Regions from separate parts of the Zea mays genome. Here region 1 is linked to region 2. Evidence: chromatin contacts called from public Hi-C data. All regions are on one chromosome and are shown on one strand. The core of a region is the stretch at or near the end of the contact, and the rest is flanking DNA. Distances in the headings are between cores, read along the strand shown.

What was found. A called contact is a pair of places that touch in the nucleus more often than the background predicts.
Region 1: a contact with region 2 is called in a Hi-C map of ear, with 2.3 times the contacts expected there. The contact joins the promoter of LOC100277201 here to the promoter of LOC100502392 in region 2. A contact is called at or near these places in 3 of 25 Hi-C or Micro-C datasets (bundle sheath, ear and leaf).

Annotation. Positions count from the first base shown.
Region 1 is chr1:212,264,376-212,267,153 of Zm-B73-REFERENCE-NAM-5.0, reverse strand. LOC100277201 reads left to right here and starts at 1,381. Exons shown (of 5, transcript NM_001350256.1): 1 at 1,381-1,837; 2 at 2,585-2,735. The coding sequence starts at 1,581.
Region 2 is chr1:212,019,091-212,021,790 of Zm-B73-REFERENCE-NAM-5.0, reverse strand. LOC100502392 reads right to left here and starts at 1,352. Exons shown (of 2, transcript NM_001196870.1): 1 at 607-1,352; 2 at 1-464. The coding sequence starts at 1,135. The coding sequence ends at 85.

The DNA.
Region 1 (2,778 bases), core at 132-2,631, 250 kb before region 2:
AAGTCTCCGGTCGTGTCGTTGAAGATGTATATATTTTTCCCTATACAATGACCAAGTGTGCGGATGATATGTCTTCAGTTGACCTCATGCACTGATCCCATCTACCCACGCCGCACGCGCGAGTAACCCGTGTGTGCGGTGAAAGATACAATACAAACACTCGCCATCTCTATCCTACGACCAACTCGTAATAACAGCAGCAAAAGATATCGACAGATGCCAAACGGAATCTTGCTTTATCAGTATCAAGACAGATTTTTTTTTGAACGTAGTATCAAGACAGATTCACATGAAACACAAAATGGTAAAGCTCATAAACAGGGGAATATATATATCCATCATACTTTCTCAGTCTCATAAAAAGAGTCGCTATAAGATTCGTACCGATTCACTTTAACGACATTTGTAGAAACTGTTATCAATATTTATATATGTTTTTATGAAATTTATTGTAAAAAAATGTATTTAATGGTTGATCTAATAATGTCCTTTAAAAATATTAATATTGTGTCAAAAAAAATATTTGGTTTTTTAAACAAATGAGGGTGGTATTTTTTTTATAAGATAGAGAAAGTAGCAAGGGCTCGCCCTGCTCTCCACTCCCGCGCCGACATCGCTGATGCCGTCGTCGACGACGACTCAGGTGGATTTGAGCCGCACATCCTCTGTCCTCTAGATCGCCCGCTTCCTCGTGCTTTGTCTCTGACGCGGTAAGGGAGGTCTGCTCCCTGGCTGGGGGAGGGAGGAATTTATAGCGTGTTGTTTGTCTCTGATAAGATAAGTTTTATTCATAAGCATGTTTATCTCTTAGTGTTGGTTAGGTGGGGAGTCGTGAAAGGAATAGATCGAGATAATTCTTATCATGAAGCATGATTATCTCTCTCTGTTGGTTACGCGAGGGGAGAGGCAGAAAGAATATTATAGATCCGTGCGCGTGCTATAAATGATTTTAAAAAATTTGTTTAAATAGACTAAAAGCTACTGCTATTATCTCAATGTGAGCTCCTCAATCAATGGTAGCAAGTAGTAAGGGCTGTTTAGGTTTGCAGCAGACTTTCTATCCTACTCTATATTTTAAAATTCACTCCTTAACAGTACAGTGCAAAAACCATAGTTAATCGAGTTAGTGAAAATACTGATATTTTTAAATGTGAAGTTGTCACCATGTCACTTCTCGAAAATAAGTTTTTCATTTTGTTTGCGGAAACAGTACATGAGAGAAAGAAACGACTGCTGTACAAATTTCTTTCTTTCAGAAATGACTGCTGTCATGTGGTGGGAGAGTTTACCCTGCACCGCATGTTCTCAGACTGACGCGTGCGCTCCAGGTCTTCCTCCCCCACATGGCAGCGTGCGTAGGCGACGGGCTGTAACCGATGCCTACCGCACCAACTCTTTTAACCCCCTTCCTCTCCAGGGAACGAGACCAGAATCCCCCGTCGACGCGCACGCGCAGAGCTCCGCATCCGCACCGGCCGCCGGCGGCGTGGATGGGGAAGCTCTCCGCCCTGAAGCGGGAAGCGGTCGGAGTGGACTAGGCGCTCGGTGACTTCCTAGTTTAGAAGCGGTAGGTGGAGGCGATGCGGGGCGGGGCGATGAAGGCCCTGCGGCGATCCAGCACCTCCTCGGCGCCATCGCCAAGGGTGCCGTCTTCCCCGCGGTCTTATTCGTGGATCCACCGCCGGTCGCTTCTCGTTACCTCGCCGGCCTCGCCGGCGACGTCCTCTGTGTCTGAATCGGCGAATTTGCCCGCGGAGGGTTCGGATTCAGCGCCAGCGTCAGTGGTGGCAGCTTCCTCGTCGCCCTCGCTGGCTGCTTCGTCTCCGAACATGGAATGGTGGGGCTATCCTGTCCGGATTTCTCCTCGTGCTGCATGGGTCGCTTCAAAATGGGGAATAATTGTTGGCTACTTGATATTTCCCAACAACGATTCGCGCACTTATTCCCAAAATTATGCTGTTCTGGTAGCACAGTGGAAGTGGTAGTTTGTTCGGTACTATTATTCTTATAAGATTTGCTTTAGTCTCTTAGATTAAAAAAAAGCTAATTTGTTTGCTGTTCAAGTGCTCTGCACCAGTTACTAGGTGCTTCTCTACGCTTTGATCTAGTTAAGTCTTGCGCAGCAGCTCGCAGTATCAGGCGCAAAGTTCTGGCTCACTTGCAGTGCTATTTGTGTGAAATGTAGATGGAATGTTTGTTCAATTCATTGTAAGAACTATAGGAGCATTTTAGCCTATGGGCAGTGGTAGCCTGGTAGAGTTCTAAACCGTGTCATCTGAAACTGTGTCATGAATGACATTTCATAATGTTGGTTCGTTAACTTGGCATTGATTGCTGAAATCTTGAATTTGATACCTTGAGCTTTTGTGCTAGTAGTTGCTGATATGCTAGATTTTGGGTTGTATTGATACATTTGCAGTAACCAATGAAGTACTACGCCTTAGCTATTAAGGCTAGCATTGCAGTTCATTGTTTGTTTTCAGAATGAAAGTCAGTAGCTGTGGTCAAGTTGTATCTTTGGTATGTTACAATAACGCAGAACATGGAATCATCAGCTAACTTCAACTTATTATTTCTTCTCTAGTACATTTCATTCTAGGGGTGGAATTAAATCTCCGTGGTCTCGAAGAAAAAGGAAACGGGCGCTTACTTGTCAACACTGGAATCGTCTATTTTCAGCAAATGGGAAGCTTCGTGATGGGGGAAGAAAGTTTCTAAAGAAGGTTCGCAGTGGGGTAAGTGTTATCCAGTCTTTCTTTCTATATGCAGAAGCACTGA
Region 2 (2,700 bases), core at 103-2,602:
GATGCATGGCCATGGCATGCCCAAAAGGAACGAAACCAGCACCAGCTAGCTAGGCTAGCCGTGTCAATCGTGGTGGCCGTTTGATCACCTCGGATGGCCGTGGAAGAAATGCGAGCCGCCGTACGGTCCGGGCGTCGTCGGCGTCGGGTACGGGTCCATGACCACAGCCGATGACGAGACGGGCCCCGCCCCCGCGACGCTGCCTTCGCCCGCCGTGCCCGGGGAGGACCCGTCAGTGGCGTGGCGGAAGCCGCCGCCGCCCGCAGCGACCGACGATGATGGGTCCGGGCCGACGTCGTGCAGGATGCCCTTGAAGACGTGGCCGGCGATGTTGACGCTGGTCTGGTACGCCACCTCGGCGCCAGGCTCGTCGACCGGGCCCAGGCGGACGCAGCGGAACAGCGCCTCCGAGCTCACCTCCCGCGGGAACCGCTCCGCCGCCACCGCCATCTGTTGCTGCTCCCCTGCTCGATCGATCAAGCACATGCATGGTCTCCATCGAGTATTAGGTACGGTGGTGGTGAATTGCTTGCTTGTTAGCTAGTGAAGATGAGCAGGACGTGCAGTGCAGCACTGCACGCTGGTAGCTAGGAATAAAATACGTACCCGAGGAAGTGGTAGTGGCGGTGGTAGAGGAGGGCTGAGCACCGACGGTGGCGTCGCGGTGGCGCTTGGAGGGCTCGGTGACCTGCTGCTGGCGCTCCCGGCGCTTGGCTGCGGGCACCCAGGTGGACTTGACATGGGTTGGGCAGTCGAAGCCCCGGGTCTTGCAGCAGGTGCGGCAGCGCATGTGGACGCAGTCCTTCTTGGCCTGGTTGCCGCAGTCCTGGCAGCTGATGGTTCCCGCGCCGGCGGCGACGAAGGCGTCTGAACCCCTGCCGCCGCGCGAGGAGCCCGCGAAGGGGTCATCGGCGAAGCGGATGATGTTGGGCGCGTAGAAGTGGTGGTGGTGCTCCTCCGCCGGGTGGTGCGGCCATAGCTGGAACCCGCCGCGCGGCGCGGCGGCCGTGTAGAGGTAGGCGGCGGCGGTGGCGGAGTCGGAGCCGGAGGCGGAGGAAGGGTTCACGTGAGGGTGGTGGTGGTGGTGGTGGTCGCCGCGGCCGTGGCCTCCTCCGCCTAGAGGGAAGCCCGCCATGCGGCCAGATCCATAGGCGGGCAGCGCCGGATCGCCCGTGCTCGGCTACCGCGCTTCTCCCCGCAGCCGCAGCATGACCGCGCCGCGTGGCGGGCGCGCGACGCGCGAATTTTGAGCGCTCTCGCGCGCGGCCCGGCCGCGCGGCAGCAGCTAGCGGGTAGCTAGCTATGTGTCGACCGATCTAAGGTGGCGTGCAGGGGTAGTGGGGGTCGTTCCCTAGAATTTTGGCGTGTCTGCGCGTGAGGAGGGGAAGAAAGGAAGGGGAGAGGGAGGAGGGAGAGAAAGGTAGTAGGAGAGGAGCTCAAGTGAGGTAGCTTTGTGTGGTGAGGTGAGTGATGAAGGGGCCGGGGGAGAAAGCGACAGCAGACGGAGGAGGGCCTGCTACGCCGCCAACGATCCTGCACTGCACTGCACGCTCCCAAAACGCCCCGTTTATTTATATAAAATATACTCAAACACTTTCTCTCTCTTTCTCGCCTACCAACGTGGGTAGTAGAACTAGTGTACTGCAACTACTTTATACGACGTCGTACTCGTATTATTTCCTCGAGACGAGGATGTATGTCCGGTTCAGATTAAAGCCTGTTGTTTACCGTGCTCCACTTGTAATTTAGAGACAAAAACACTGAATAGAAGCCGGTACGAATTAAATTCAAGCAAACAATGCTGATTCTCTCTATCTCTAAGCACGCTAGGGGTGAAAACTGTCGGAAACGATCGGTAAACACTAAAACCATTTTCGGTTTCATATTTTTCCACGGAAACGAGATAAAAAAACGGTAACTCCGGAAACGAAAACAACATCGGTACTTCGAAAACATCGAAAATGAAAGTTTGGTACAAAAATTACATTGGTTACGATTGGAATCTAAAACTCGATCGGTAAAAACGGTAACATGTACCCTCAATTAACTTCAAAAATTCACGCAAGTCATACATTCATATAAAATTGGTAATAATATATAAGATAGGAGGTCACATTAAATATATAAGGTAAGAAGTATACTATAATAAAATCATTATTATATATTTAAGTAAAGTAGAATCAAGATGTATATAATGATATGACACTTACATTCTATTTGTACTCCTACTACTTGGCATAGTCAATATAATTAGTGTCCTATTGGTCCTTCTTAAGTTCTCGTGTAAATCATGAATATATGTATCAAGAGTAATAACAGGTAAGAAAACATAAATAAGATTTATAAAAGTTTCAAACGATTCTAAACTATATACCATTAGATAGATCTTGATTTTAGGAAAATAATAAAATTAGTTTCATATTTTTCTAAGCTAAGATGAATTTATTTTGAATTTATAAAGGTCAGTCCAGATTTAATAATTTTCTCGAAAAAAGTACCGAATTTATTACCGACGGTAAAATACCGAATAAAAACGGTAAATTCGGAAACGGTCGGAAGAGTACCAAACCGTTTCCGCTTCCGGTTCTTTCTATTGATTTTGTTTCCGTATTTTCGGTAACCGTTTTCGTTTTTGTTTAGACCTAAATTTCGGTAAAACTTCGAAAATGATTCTCGATATCCAAAAATTACCGTTTCCGT